Regions from separate parts of the Sus scrofa genome. Here region 2 is linked to region 1. The links are chromatin contacts, called in public Hi-C maps. All regions are on one chromosome and are shown on one strand. Each heading gives the region's core, a stretch centred on a gene start, on an enhancer-like site or on the middle of the called end of the contact. The rest is flanking DNA. Distances are from core to core; before and after follow the strand shown. Region 1 holds the start of C18H7orf49 (modulator of retrovirus infection homolog). Region 2 holds the start of STRA8 (stimulated by retinoic acid 8).

What was found. Hi-C and Micro-C count contacts between places; a contact is called where the count stands out from the background.
Region 2: a contact with region 1 is called in a Hi-C map of liver, with 2.1 times the contacts expected there. The contact joins the promoter of STRA8 here to the promoter of C18H7orf49 in region 1. A contact is called at or near these places in 6 of 47 Hi-C or Micro-C datasets (blood, heart right ventricle, liver and 1 more) and 1 of 2 datasets of contacts at active chromatin or transcription factors (alveolar macrophages).

The regions. Positions count from the first base shown.
Region 1 is chr18:14,123,594-14,131,449 of Sscrofa11.1, reverse strand. C18H7orf49 (modulator of retrovirus infection homolog) reads right to left here and starts at 3,726. Exons shown (of 4, transcript XM_013985607.2): 1 at 2,804-3,726; 2 at 777-1,012. The coding sequence starts at 898. It overlaps WDR91 (WD repeat-containing protein 91), which reads right to left. Exons shown (of 15, transcript XM_003134652.6): 15 at 7,323-7,856. The coding sequence ends at 7,696.
Region 2 is chr18:14,076,421-14,084,276 of Sscrofa11.1, reverse strand. STRA8 (stimulated by retinoic acid 8) reads left to right here and starts at 3,878. Exons shown (of 11, transcript NM_001285970.1): 1 at 3,878-3,990.

The DNA of each region.
Region 1 (7,856 bases), core at 2,477-4,976:
AGGGCGCGCTGGCCGTCTCCTGAGAGTCACACTAACACACACACACAGTGGGTGGGAGCAGATCCAACAGGCCGAGACGTCCCTGAACCCCCGCAGTCCTCTGCAATGTCCCCCACAACCAAGCATGAACACAGCAAAGAAGGGACGCTAAGATCAGAGAGGGAGGCTGGTCAATGAAGAAAACAGAAAAGGAGGAACAGAGAGAGTCAGTGAGCGTCTGGGGCCTTGGCCAGGAGGGGGCAGGCGCATCCCCTCCCTGGCAGCCTGGGGACCCCCACCATGACCACCCTTCAACCAACACGCCCCACAGATTCTGATCTGCCGGCCCAGCAACCTGCGGCTTGTGTCTGCCCCTGAAGATCTGCCAGCAGAGAGACTGGACCGCCTGGTCCACTTCCTGCCCAATGGATGCTCACAATTTTTGTGGCAAATGAAGACCGGGCCATTTGGACAACGGGTGTCTGAGAGCTTGGCTGATGTGCGTAACCCAAGAGGGGGAGGATTAATCCAGTCTGAGAGGAGTGGCCAAAGGGCCTGATGTGCCCATAGAGGCTGAGGCCACACCCGCCTGGGAGGGGTGAGAGGGGACAGCTCACTCTGCCACCGCAGCCTGTGCACCTCCTGAGAGCTGAGACAGGTCTGCAGACTGAAATGCCCCTCACCTCACTGTTCTGCCAACACCAGAAGACCCAGCCCCCCGCAACCGTGATGCCCCAAATCCCTCCCTCTCACCCCCACTGATTCCCCAGGAGGACCCTGACCAGAAGCTGCCCTACCTTGCTGCCGCCGTGGGCACCAGGTCCGCTCTCCTCCTCTTGGTGGTCTTCTTTTCAGCCCCCTGGGCTGTCATCCATGTGGGAAGGACTCTCTTTTTATTTTCAGATTTTAAGGCTTCCATCTCCTTAGTCTGTCACAAGAGGAGCCAGGGCCCAAGCTCTGTGACTTCAGGACAGCACATCACACCAGGAATGACAGGTCTGTTTGCACTGAATGGGAGTCTCAGCTTTAATTCCTACAAAGAAGAATAAAACCCCATGAATTCCAATAAGCTGGAATTCTTCCAGGCACTGGCAAGATGACTGGTCAGGGCAGGACAGAGGTGAGTGGGGCCCAGGAGACTCAAATGAGCACAAAGGGGAGGTGTGGCGATGGGCTCAGGGAGAAGCAGCCTTCTGACCTGCCTCGGGGCCAGGGCCCCACATGGGCAGCCAGCCCTGAGCGGAAATGCCCCCAGCAGCCTCTGCACTGAGCCATTTGACATGTTGCTCATTGTCCCCGGCCTGCCCAGACTATCCTACTTTTCAGCATCTCTCCCATTGGCTCCCCCAACTCAGGCCTCTCATTCCCTCTATCTTCTGTGGTTGTAAGAGACCTCAAGGCCATTTCGATTTACAATGAGGGTTTCACTGGCCAACATCCCCTCCCTTAATCCAAAATTATTTCTGGGAGTTCCCATTGTGACTCAGTGGTAATGATCCTGACTAGTATCCATGAGGATGCAGGTTCAATCCCTGGTCTCGCTCAGTGGTAAGAGATCCAGCGTTACCGTGAGCTGTGGTGTAGGATGCATATTCAGCTCAAATCCTGAATTGAGTTCCTGTGGCTGTGGTGTAGGTCAGCAGCTCTAGCTCCGATTCGACTCCTACCTAGCCTGGGAACTTCCATATGCCTCAAGTGCAGCCCTAAAAAGACAAAACAACAACAACAAACAAACAAAAAAAACCCCCAAACTTCTGATGTCATATTTTAGCTGGGCGTTGGGGTCAGGGACAACTGTGCCTGGCTCCTCCCATGTGTGAAATGGATCGGGGGAGGGTGGGCCAGTCTCCCATGTAATGCGGCTTCTTCCCACCAGGCCCACTCCCAGGGGATTCCACCTCAGCCCCTCCTCCTTAAGGCTCAGCCCCACCCCAGGACTCAAGGGATGCAGGTTTCCACCCTCGCTTAGTTAACCCCAAATGCAGCTCAGGGTCCCTGTGTACAAAGGTTCTTAGTGGAGCAGAGGTGTGACTAGAAAAAGGCCAACTAAGAATAAGAGGTTCCTCTTTGAATCTTAACTCGATCTTTTATTGCTCCTCTAGAATGGCTGCTTACAACTTAAAAGAAAAAAATTGGGAGTTCCCCTTGTGGCTCAGTGGGTTAAGGACCTGATGCTCTGTGAGCGGGTTGGATCCCCGGCCCAGCTCAGTGAGTTAAGGATCCAGCGTTGCCACTAAACTGCAGCTTAGGTTGCAGATGTGGCTCAGATCCAGCGTTACGTAGCTACAGCATAGGCCGGCAGCTGCAGCTCTGATTGGGCCCCTGGCCCAGGAACTTCCATATGCCACAGGTGAGGCCGTAAAAAGGGGGAAAAAAAAAAAAAGAATTACCAGGACATCATCCAAACCTTTCTGGCCACAGAGAGCAGACTCACTTCTGTCAAAATTCAAGAGGTGGTAACAGTCATTTCCACATCTGAAGAGCAGCTGCTAACCGCCTGGCACAGGCACTGCACAGAGGTCAATGCATATATTGGTTTGACCCTTAGGCAGATACTATGAGACCCATTTTACAGATGAGTATCTGAGACCTGGCAAATTGCACGAAATCACAAAAAAAGTTCGAAACGGCCGGGTCAGGACTGGCACCCTGCTCCTCCAGACTCCGGGCCCTGTGCTCCCTGGCCCGGTGGCTGGGGGTGGTGAGGGCCTGGGACTCCCCGGCGCCGCCCCGCGGGCGCCGGCCCTGCCCAGCGCTCCCATTCTCAGCCGCCGCTTCCCTCCGGGACCCCGTCCCGCCCTGGAGCGATGAGACCGATGCCAACCTGCAGGAGGAGGGGAGACGCCGAACATCCACGCGGGGCCTCGCAGGCTACCGGACCCCCGCGTTCCCGGCGCTCCTCCGGCCCGGGCTTCCTGCCTCCGGGCCCCCACCCCCTTCTTGGCTGCCGGGGAGCGTCCGGGAGATGGATTCTGGGCGGTTTAGGGAGCTCAGATCCCCGCGGGCCGGAAGCCTGCCCCGCGCGCACGGTAACCCGCCCCCCGGCTCCGCCGCGTCCCTGCGCTTCCGGCTCCCGACCACCGGCCTGCGCAGAGGCGCGGGCGCGCCCCCTGCCGGCAGCTCGCGTGATCTGCGCCCCGGGCCAAGGAGCCAGGACACCCCAGCTGATCAGAGGCCGGCCCCGCTGTCCCGGGTCCTGACAAACCCACTCCTTGACCAAACTCAGGTCAGGCTCCTCTGAACTCTCAACTAGGCCCTGTCGCTTGGACTCCACATTGTCCGTTTTTAGCAAGAATACTGCCAAGTTGGTTTAGCCAGCGTCCACCCACCCTCCATATCTGATTTTCAGCTGCCACCAGCTCCCAGGTGATGCCTGATTCCCCCACCCCCGCCGCCTGCCCTCCGCAAGAATCCTGTTAGGTCAGTTTGGCCAGAATCCCCCTTACCCCTGATGTTTCCTCTTAATCATGCATCCACTGACGCCAGCCCTGCCACTTTTCCTTGCAGTGGTTGAGCCCAATCTTTTCCCCTGCTGCAAAATCCTATTGAATAAAATTTGCCTTATTGTTCTTTAAGAAGCATCATGAATGATTTTAACAGTATCTTGTACCCAAATGTATCTCTATTTGAGGCTTGCTGATTGGATTTTGTTAAAGTGTCAATTCCCAGGCCCCCTGAACCAGAAATTAGGGGCAGAGGAGCAGGTGGATCTGCATTTTTGAAACTCTGCCGGAGGGAGCAGGAGAGAATTCCCAAAGCCTGAGTTCCGCACTCTTTGGAGGCATACATCCCCCTGGGAGCAGGGGTGGTGCAAGGTGAACCCCTCAGAGGCAGGAAGGGAAATTAAAGACTGTTAACATTTGTTATCTTGAAAGTAGGTCTTACTAATAATATTCAAATTGGCCTTCGAGGTGTTCCCTGCACTAGCGGGGTGCTCTGGCAGGCTGCCCAGGTGTCCTCGCTGCTTTCCTTGCAGCCTGATGCTGAGCACTGCAGTTCACACGTGGGGTTAGCATCTAGTTTTATTTAAAATCACACCACTCATAGTAACCTAAAAGAGGCAGGCGAAGAAACCCCAGGTGTCAGACACAAGTAAAAAGGCTAGCACAAGCCGTTACAGGTGTAACTCCTACCATATTTTGAGGCAAAAGGATGATCAGAACCGACAGTCCGATCCCCAAACACAAAACTATCGAGACGGCCATTTGAAGTGTGATTTATAACCAATAGCTAGTAATAGAAAATTACTCTCCATGTGCTGGAAGTGCAGGGTGGTGGAGAGTGATCCAGAGTTTGAGAACCCTGAATCCAGAGCCAGGCGTTCTCGCTTCCAGCTGTGTGGCATCTCAGCTTCTCCAAAGCACTTTAACCCCATACTAATCTTCAACCCAAGCGAAGGAGGCTGAGCCAGGGAAGTTTAAATCCTTTAGCTGTGGGATGAGCCAGGGCTCTGCCTGCAGCCTCTTCAGGAGGCCAACACAGATGGGCAGGACCTGCTTCTACTCTGGTTCTCTAACTGAACCCAGGTTCGGCTGCTCATCGCCTCTATGCCAGTAATTTGAGAGGCAAGTGTCACTAGAAGGGAAATATGCCTTCATCAGGAAAGTTGGCAATCCCCCAAGATTCTGCTCAACCATGACAGTTTTTACAGGGAAAATTGGCGGGGGGCAGGGGGGTAGAATCTCAGTGACTCATGGAGGCAGGAGGTTGGGTTCTGCATCCTTCTCCATTGAGTGCTGACCCCTTTAGATGTTATCTCGCCTGGGTCATCTGCCTGCAGGATTGCTCACGGGGACTGTTGAGGGTAGAAAGCTACTCACTGTTTATGTTAAGGCCACACCCACAGCATATGGAAGTTCCCAGGCCGGGGACTGACTCTGAGTCCCAGCTGCGACCTACACCACAGCTGCAGCAATGCCAGATCCTTTCACCCACTGTGCAGGCCTGGGGATCAAACCCGTACCTCGCAGTGACTGGAGCCACAGCAATCAGATGCTCCATTTTTAATTGTTAAAATTTTTATTCTTTAGATTTTCTTACTAACTTAATTCATCATCCTTTTTGTCTAGGAAAAGACCAGGTTAGACAAGACATGGTGTGCATTCAGGAGGGCCTAAGTCAGGAGTCCGTTTCAATTGCGCAGTAATGTCATTCCTATAACCAGGTTCTTTTAAGGTTAGAGGGGAACAGAAGTGGGCACACAGGAAAGGGCAAAGGCTGCATTTGGTTCCAGGGCAGGCTCACTGACCTCTAGGGTCCTCCGCTCCCACAACTGTGAGCCAGGACAAACCCAAGTCTATTGGTGGAGATGCATCATTTTGTTTTGTGAATGAAGGAACAGAGAGCACTTGCTATTATTAGAACTACTCCCTCCACCTTTTTCTCCTTAAAAACCTCTTCCCATAACCTGCTGAAAAACGGGGCCTGAGGAGCAGGAAACCAGCCTCTGCATAAAAAGTTTCCCGTGTGAAAGTCCGAGTGAGGATGAGAAACCCAAGCTGTAGCATTCGAATGGGTCAGAGTCAGCTCCCGCAGCGCTGTGATGGCTGAGCTGCGGGGGTCTGTCTTGGAGCAGAAGCAGGGGAGCAGGGCCAGGCCCTGAAGAGAGCCAGAGAAATGTGCCTCATTCTCCCGCAGAGCCCAGCCCAGAGCCGGGGCCCACATCTGCGCCCGAGGCATGAGCTCGGGGGCCTGAGGCTGGATTGGGTGGTTTTCTTCCAGCTGCCCTTGCCCAAGCTAGTGGAGGGGACTTGCTGGGGTTCTCAGCTAGATGCCAAGCAGGTATGGAGGAGAGGTAAACTGAAGTTCTGACAGCCTTTACTGGAGGGTGGGAGCTCATCTTGGGGGTGGGGGGCGGGAGGAACCCAGGAGGAGTGCCTGCTGACAGGCCCTGGGAGGGGCTGGAGGCCGGAGACAAAGCCAGGTGGGGGCAGGGGGGCCCGCAGCATATGCTGCACGTGGTAATTTCAAAAGGTCAGAGGTTAATGGTATTGTGGTTTCGTTTCTAGGCGGCCTCAACGTGATGTGGAACCTTCTTCCACCTCTACCCATGCTGATGGAGCCTCGGTCACATCAGCTACGGGCCAAGCTCACAAGAGGGAGGGAGGGAGGGATCCAGCCCAGATCCCAAAGGAAATGACAGAAGAGACAGTGTTGTTCTTCTCCAAACCTTAAAAGACATTTTTAGCAAGCTGCGGGGACGTATTGAGAGAATGGGCCCAAGACAAACTTCAAGATGAAGAAAGTTAAAACCGTGAATTCTCTCTCAACTGAAACACATGAACACTTTTTAAACACCCTACAGAATCACTGCAGGAGCTAAATAATGCTGCTGTTTCAATGCAGAAGATGGCAAAAATTATAAATGGGAAAGTCTTGGGTTTGCTCATCTGAAGGAGGATTACCAGGTGGGAATGGGTGAAAATATGGAAGCGCCCATGACCAGGTCTCTGGGGTCTCGGCATAACTGAGCCACACACATACCCTACGTCCCTTCCGACGCCCAGCAAACTGGAGCCGAAGCTTCAGTACCAATCTCATGATGTTCCAAAAGTAGGTAACTGGGAGCACCCCAACACCAGACCTGCACCCCGGATCTGGACTGAGCCCAAAGAGCCTCTGTACCAACGTGCTAAGCAGTCTGTCAAGTGTCCAGTATCCTAGCCTGAGGTCCAGGCCTGAAATCCCACCATGAGGTTTGCGGGCAGAGGATGTGCCTCCCCGCCCCGGATGGAAAGGCAGGCCAGAGAAGGGGGTTGTCCTTCATCCCCAACCCCCACCCTGTGAGGGCATCTGCCTCCAGGTCCCACCACAGCCAGGGAGCAGAGGGCCAGGGGGTGGACACATGGATATGGCCTGAACCCCAGGTTCAGGCCCAGCCCTCGGCCCGCTTGCTCCTGCCCTCTGGCCACTCACCAGCAGAGGCGCTGGCGGTGACTCTGTCAAACTCAAGGAGCTGAAATTGAAAGGAGAGGCGCCACCATAACAGGTCCTGGGAAACCGGAGCTACCAGGATGCAGAGGAGCAGCAGGCTCAGACCATGCCTTTGTTCCCAGGAGCTTCTGTAACAAAAGTTGCCAACTCTCAGGGGAAAAAGAGACACAATGGCCGCCCTGACTTAAGCCCAGAGAAATAGGAACGGCAGAAACCTTGGTTAGCCAATGGAACAGTAGAGAGGTGTCCTACTTCTACGGCAAAGCAACAGGCCAGTCTCAGAGAAGGTCAGCACCACGCCAGTGAGGTAAAGGCTGCGGCGTGGGGCCCAGGCTCAAACTGACCATCGCCAGGGCAAAGGGGAAAAGGAGACGCTTTGCCGCACACACATTCCAGAAAGAGACACCAGGTGGCCGCAAGAGCATCCTTTTTTTAAAAAAGAAAAGTGAGCGAATATATACAAAATACTTTCAATCTCTTCTGGGCCAACAGAGCAGCCGTGACAGTGCTTCTCCTGCTTCCTGAGTGTTCCTCCCGCGTCTGGAGCCTGCTCCTGGCAGAGCCAAGCGTCCTGGTATCTGGGGAACACGGGCAACCACTCCATGTGGCTCACATTCTGGCCCCGGCAGCTGGACATGGCCGAGCCCCCTGGACGGTCTCTCCCTGAAGACTCCCCGCCCTGGCAGGGGGCTGGGAGTGGAGCGTCCTGTCTTTCCATGTTGTCTGCCGGCCCCCTGCCCAGGGTAATATTGCTTCTGTGGGTGTCCCTCAGGACCGGTCCCCTCAGACTTTATGGGCCAGGAGGGTGGTCAGCTTGATCTTGCCGTCCATGGAGGCTGTGAGGCAGGTCCCGCAGTCCATGGCCGTGCTCCAGTCCACGGTGACCACAGGGGCTCGGTGGCCACCCAGGCTCAAACAGCTCTCCAGAACCTTCTCATCCCCGC
Region 2 (7,856 bases), core at 2,629-5,128, 47 kb after region 1:
TTAAATATATACACCAAAATTAGTCCATTTATATAAAAGTTTTGAAAAGATGAAATTTAGACATGGAGAACCGATTAGTGGTCGCCAGGGTTCAGGAATGAGCGAGAGGGTATGAGAGGAAGAGAATGGGATTATAAAAGGGCAAAATGAGAGCCCCTTGTAGTAATGGAATTCTTCCGGTCTTCACTGTGGTTGTGGATGCATGAACCTATACATGTGATAAAACTGTAGAGAGGGAGTTCCCATCATGGCACAGCAGAAACAAATCCGACTAGGAGCCATGAGGTTTCGGGTTCGATCCCTGGCCTCGCTCAGTGGGTTAAGGATCTGGTGTTGCTGTGAGCTGTGGTGTAGGCCGGCAGCTGTAGCTCTGATTCAGCCCCTAGCCTGGGAACCTCCATGAGACACAAGTGTGGCCCTAAAAAGCAAAAAAAAAAGAAGGCGGCGATATATAATTGTACATGCAATATGATTGCTTTATATAATATTTTTGATATATGTACACACAAAATATTTCCAATTATTGGCTTTAGGTAGTAGAGATGTTGCTTTTATGAGTGATTTCTGACTTTGTCTTTATGCTCTTTAATATTTTTCAATTCCTTCCATGTGCATATATTAATTTTATTTCATAAATATCATAAATATCTTAAATACAGCATGCTTATTTTTTTATAATCATATCGTAGAGCTGACTTACACAAAGCCTTTTTTTTTTTTTTTGTCTTTTTGCCTTTTTCTAGGGCCGCTCCCATGGCATATGGAGGTTCCCAGGCTAGAGGTCTAATGAGAGCTGTAGCCGCTGGTCTACACCACAGCCATAGCAACTCGGGATCTGAGCCACGTCTGCTACCTACACCACAGCTCACGGCAACGCCAGATCCTTAACCCACTGAGTGAGGCCTGGGATCAAACCTGTGTCCTCATGGATACTAGTCAGATTTGTTTCCGCTGAGCCACGATGGGAACTCCTCACACAAAGCTTTTATCAACTATCTCCCCAGAACTTTTAAGTACAAATTGATGCTAAACTAGGAATTCCCAGTCCTATGCTTCTACAATTCAGTTTTCAGAACCAAATACTGGACCTCATACTTGAACCCTGATTATCAAGTTGTCTAATTTCTCTTGTTCCCAGCTTCCTCATCTGCAGCATAAAGACCTTAGGTCAGAAGAACACTGAGGTCGTTTCAGCCTTTACAGGCCACAGCCTCCCGATGATGTAAGGCACCTGCTGGGAACCTTGGTCTGGCTGTTCAGAGACAGACCTTCTCCCAGACCACTGTGATCATATCCCTCAAGAAGTAGCTCACTTTTTTTTTTTTTTTTTTTGGACTGAACCTGCAGCATATGATATGAATCCAGGCCAGGGATTAAATTCAAGCCGCAGCTGGGACCTATGCTACAGCTGCATCAATACTGGATCCCAACCCACTGCACCAGGCTGAGGATCAAACCCACACTGCCACAGAGACAACGCTGGATCCTTAACCTGCTGTGCCACAGCGGGAACTCCTGAGGAGTAGTTCAAATTAGAGTGAGAACCTGCCTGCCTCCAGCCCTCTGCATTCCACCTCCTAAGGCAGCAAAGTCTCCACTTGCACAGGGCAGCAAACCACCAATAATGGCATTAGACTGCCAGCAGCAGGAATCCATGAGTTTATGGGTCTATAAAATCATTCACTTTCACTCTGGAACAATCTGACTGTCCTAGGTTAATAAGTAATATGCCTTTGCACACATCAAGTGGATGACAGCGTGGGGGAATCCTGTCTCTGCTGCCATATTAAAAAAAAAAAAATCAGCTCCTTGCTCTCTGCAATCCTGTTTCTACCTTCTGCAATAATTGGGGCAGCTTCTGCTGCTGCCCCCACCGCCTCCCCTCACTCTCTCTCATTCTCTCCCTCTCATTCTTTCTTTCTCTGAAGAATTCTGACTAATACACCTTGCAAAAATTTTCTGCACTTTCAAATGAATTCACTACTCTTTTATAGTTGTCTAACACATGGGATATTACACAACCTTAAAAACAGGTGAGGTAGATCTCTATGTACAAATATAAGCATATCTCCAACTCATATTATTGAATGAAATGGTCAGATACAGTCCCATTTGTCTATTATTGCTTTTGTTGCCTGTGCCTTCAGTGTCATAATCATGAAATCACTGCCACAACCAATGCTATGAAGATCTTCCCATATGCCTTCTTCCAGGAGAGTTACAAGCCTCGACTTTATCAGTATTTGTATAATTCTTTCTACATGTCAAAGCACTTTCACATCCATTAAACCCTTAAAGCAGAAACCTCAGAAGGAGGTCCTTGGTGCTGAGTCATTGATGGGAGGTCCCAAGCCTTCAGGAGTTTTACTGGAGGTCAGGGGACAATGGGCACTGTCACCTGGGGACATGTCTTGGGAGTCACATATCTGTCCTTCTACAGTAGAAAGGCTCAGCCATGCTGACCCAGAAATACTGTTCCCATAAAGGAGCTTACTGTATTACCAGGCCCTCCTGGAGGCCAGAATCTGGCCCTGTGCAAAGGTGATGGCAGGCAAACACCTGCCTGAGATTGCATCCAAGGCTCCTCTTGACCACAGTGCTGGGAGCTCCTAACTGGAGTCAGAAATGTACCCCTCCATGGACCTCTGCCTTCCTCACCCCTCCCTCCAAGCCACTGTCCACACACCTCAGTTCAAAGCTGAGGGTCTTTTGTTCTGAAACTTACAAAATCATGCAAATTTCTCTCTAGCCCAAGACAGTCAACATTCCTTTTGCTAAATGCCACCCAAGGGCGTGTGATGAGCAAAAAACCAGAGAGAACCTCAGATGTTTAGATATTAGGCAGGTCACTGCCCTTCTCTGGCTTCCCCATCTATAAAAGGGGGAGAAAGTTCTTCACAAGGTCATCCACGAGGATTAGGAACACAGTGGAGGCGCAATACACAACCCATCACTCTCGTTATGTTTAGAGGATAAAAAGATGATCGCATATGAGACCCCTGCCCATTATCACATAAAATGGATGGGACCCGATGTTGATGCAAATAATCAGGAAACAATCTAAAATAAGGGAGAAAAGAGTTGCATTTGAGCCAAAGTGAGGACTATAACCCAGGGGATACAGATGCAAGAAGTACTTGCATTGTGTTTCATTGGACCACAAAATGGAAGAAGCTTATATAGGCAAACCCCACAAAATTGCATAAGTTTTTTGTCAAGAATTAGGCTCGGAGCTGGCAACAAGTAAGGGTGCTTTGCTAGGGCCTGGAATGGTTGTACAGTTACAAGGGAAGACCTTGAGCCCATTAGGCTGCAGCTGGCAGCTGCTACCAGATACTCTTGAAATCAGCTAGTGATGCCCTTGAGGTTGACATAGGTCAGAAAATTTGGGACTCAATGCAGGAATGTGTCTGAAACCACATCCACAATAGCCACCTGGCTCCGTTTTAGATGCCTGAACTGCAGTTCCTCCATTTTGATTTTTAAATGATCTTGAATATGTCATCCCCAACACTTGAGAAAAAGTGAAAAAGGCTGTTTGTCCAACCAGAAAGTTAGGGTCAAGGACACATAACATGGGTGGCCATCCTGGGTTGACATTAATGCAGGAATCTTAGAAGGCTTCCTGGTGGGACAGGTGTGGAGCTGGATCTGGGGGGAGGGGATGCCCTCAGACTGGTGGATTTCAGGGCAGGATCTATGCTTCTTGTCGTGGGGGGGGGGCTGTATTGGGGGCAGGATCTATGTTACTACGAGGGGAGTTTCTCTGGGCAGGATCTCTGGTACTAGGAAGGAGGGGTCAGGGTCAGAAGGTGATGGGGGCGGGGGGACTGTTGCCAGGGAGAACTTTGATTGTATCCAAAGCTGGTGAGAAGCCACCAGGCGGTCCCAGGGTTCATGAGCAGAGCCTTCTGCCTCACAGCTGTGGGGAAGGCTGACTGAAGTGGACCAGAGATCCTCATTTTCTTCAAGGAAATCAGGCTGAGGCAGGTAAGGAAGCCTTGTAACATCCCACCCCCCAGGACTGCATTTTTTCTGGGTGCAGATCTGCTTCCCAGTGGGCCGCATCCGGGGAGGCAGATGTGTTTGGTGGTGGTTGATGCGGGTGAAGGGTGATGAGATGAAAGGCCGGGCAGGTAAGTGTCTGGACCTCTGGGTGTCCTCCCTGTGCAAAGGTAAGGCCTCCAAGACAGAGGTGCACAGACACCTGAATGCCCTCTGCTCCCACAGGGTCTCAGCACTGCTGAGCTAGTGATGGGAGGCAAGGATCAGGGCCAGTGAAGAGAAACCAGGGAGAGAGGAAGAGGGGAAAAAAGCAGCTTCTCAGGGACTCTCTGTGACCCTGAGAAAAAGCTGCCTGACAGCCAGAAGGGACAGAGCCTCAACCCAGGCAGAATTTTGTCTTAAAAGGAGTAAGTCACATTTACCTTGAAAAGAAGGAGAATTTGCTCCTACTGGGTGCTTTCCATGTAGCAGTTTCTTTCTACATAGCACACTGTTTAATTTAATGTTCTACCAAAGTCAGAAGTTGAACCTATTTGTCTGCTTTGGGTAGAACTCACAGTCACTGTGAAGCACATCCTGGATCAGAATCCAATCCCAGTGCCACCAGGCACAGGCTGCCGCGTCCAGGTGGTGTGACCTCTGGTTCACCCCTGCCCCAGAGTGCAGTAGCTTTTGCCCCAGGTCAGGGAACAACAAGGGACATCTGGCAAGGCTGCTGCTTCCTAGCCAAACTGAAGGTGTGGGATCGCGACTGTCATGTAACATTCAGGGGTGCAGGAATTCAAGCAAAAAATACCTAAGGACATGAGTCTATATTTGGGGGAAAATGAATTTTTTCCCTAAGGTGGAAGAATACTTGCTCTTGTCTCAAAGTGAGACTGTTTCCCTTTTCTTCTTGCTATTTTGATCCCACCTTTTATTTATTTATATTTTTGGCCCGTGCCATGGGGAAATTCCCCCGCCAGGGATCCAACCTGAGCCACGGCAGTGACAACACCAGATCCTTAACCCACTGAGCCACCAGAAAACTCCTGATTCCACCTTTTAAAGGCCTCTTCCGCGCAACCCTTCTTAGCCCCCCCCCCCCCCGCATTTCTTCTTCCCCAGTTTAAAACATCATTCCCCGGCCCCTCCTTTTATGCGCTTCTCTATTTCCTCACATCTTTCCCCCTGAGACAGGGAGCCTGTGCCCTGGACCCTTTATTGAACGTGTCTTCTCTGAGCCTCAGGATAACCCTGTAAGGCAGGTGTCAGAGCCCCGTGTGAGGGGTGAGGACCCTGGGGCTCCACATCGGATCACTGGACCCAGTCGGAGGCCGTCCATTTAGTGTTCGTGGGCACATACAGGCTGTGCGGGGCATCTGAGGTGACAGAGTCCCTGCCCCACTCAGCCTCCACTTGGAAAGGAGCCCCTGGGCAAGGTGAGAAGGTCAGCGCTGCCCCTCCTCCCCTCCTTTCTGTGTTGCCTTCAGACAACAAGTTACACTGTTTCTTCCACTGCCCAGTCCTCATTGGTCCGTCACCGCGCGCTCCCATTGGCTGTGGGCCCCGGGGACATGCCGCGATTGGTCCCCAGGGCCCACTGGGAAGCTGCTGGGTCTGTCTGGCCCCGGCAGAGCCCCGGTCCCCCCTCTGCTGGCGTGAGAGAGGCCGGTGACTGCTGTCAGGACGTCTGGTGTCCCTCACGTCCAGGGAGTGGGACGTCGAGTGGCCAGTGCCCGTCTCCCTCAGAGGGTGAGAGCCGACTGGACGCTGAGGAGACTGTGCCCGCTCACTTCGAGAAAGCTGTCCTTGGCCTTGTGGGTGTTTATGTACAGGCGAATTGAGTCAGGCCTGTGGATCCAAACAGGTGGCCATTTAGGTCTGGGTCTAAACTTGAACATGAGCGTGTGTACATGTCATTGTGATGCCCTACATATTTTCAAGAATAAATTTCGGAATTTTTTTTTAAATCATGATCTGATAAGCATAGGGAAGGAACTAAAAGGAAGCAGCTGGTGGACTGCAAGACATTATCCAGTGTCTTATATGCGTTTGCTTAGGGTCTGCTAATGAGACTGGATCACACTCTAATGTTTTATGGACTGATGCTTGAAAATGATTGCAGGTTACTCTGAACCTCAGAGATGGTGAGGTCATATTTTTTAAAGTCTAGCCTATGAAGTTTTTTTGTTTTTGTTTTTGCTTTTTAAAAAAACTTCACCTCTAAGCGAGCATTAAGTTGTGTTTTAATAGGAAGTCTTTGGTAATGAAAATATGTTTTGCTTTATATATGAGAAGTTATTTTAAAAATATGGCATGACAGGAGTTCCCATCATGGTGCAGTGGTTAACGAATCCGACTAGGAACCATGAGGTTGCGGGTTCGGTCCCTGCCCTTGCTCAGTGGGTTAACGATGCGGCATTGCCGTGAGCTGTGGTGTAGGTTGCAGATGCAGCTTGGATCTTGCGTTGCTGTGGCTCTGGTATAGGCCGGCGGCTACAACTCCAATTAGACCCCTAGCCTGGGAACCTCCATATGCCGCTGGAGCAGCCCAAGAAATGGCAAAAAGACCAAAAAAAAAAAAAAATATATATATATATATATATATATATATGGCATGACAGCACGAACCTTCACAAAATGTCTTTGCAGAAGAATGCATCAATGAAGCTGTCTTCTAAGTTTGTGAGATCGAAGGTTAAATAATGAACAGTATTGAACACAGTAAAAAGTTTTGTAAAAAGAAATCAGAGCTATGGACATTCTGAAATGTCTAATATTATTTTTGGCCTCAGTTTCCTGCAGAATGAATAGGCTCTAAGCAAAGAGCCCAGTAAACATTTGTTTATTGAGCGGCAGTCCCCACACTGTTGTGTGCACCTCCCTCTATTTCTGTTGGAAAGCGAGCAGCTTATGCCACTTGCCCATGTTCCAGATAGTCCCAGAATCATGACAATAACCTCACAGAGGTGGCAAGTTTAAACTATAAAGACATTTCCACCTCTTTATACAGATGAAGAAATTAAGATTTCAGGCTTCTTGGCTCATAAAAACTCACATCACTGGTTAACACAGAGCTAGAGTTACAACCCAGATCTTGAGCCCATCTGTAATCCATTCTGCCTTTCCCCCACACCAGTTCATCTCATTGGCCGGGTATCATCTCTGCCTACATTTCAGCATCATCCCACCCACTGTGGATTCACAGGACTAGATTCTTTCCAGCATACTGAGCACCCCCGCCCCCCAGTTCTCACACATTTCAGATGCCCAGACATTCACACTCACCCTCCAAACATGCATGGTTTCCTGAGCCAGAATAGGATACCTGGGTTCTTGCCCCTGTAAAACCCCTCCCAACCAGTCTTACATAGCAATTGGCCAGCAACACCTTCAAAGGTGCTTTTTTTTTCCCCTGCCCCCACAGCCTGAGGAAGTTCCCAGGCCAGGGATTGAACCTGAGCCACAGCAGCAACCCAAGCCACTGCAGTGACAATGCTGGATCCTTAACCTGCTGCACCACAGGGGAACTCCTCAAAGGCTTTTAAAGCTTCTCAGATATGTGCTTCTCACGGTGAATCTTGTAAATAACTAAATTCATGAGATTGTAAATGCTTATGATCCAGAGAGGTCTTTTGGGTCAGGGTTGAACTTGCTATTATTCCCTGCCTGCAAGGTGTTCTCTGAATGCTATTCCATCTTACGCCTTACTGATGCACCCAGAAAGAAGGGACATTCTGGTGCTGGATGCATGGATCCTGATGAAGGATCTTACTGATCTGTTGACAAAACAAGTTTGAAATGAGAAATCAGTGTGGACTGGGGCTAAGAAACTTCTCAGAGAAACTGGGACTTAAACTGGCACTTGA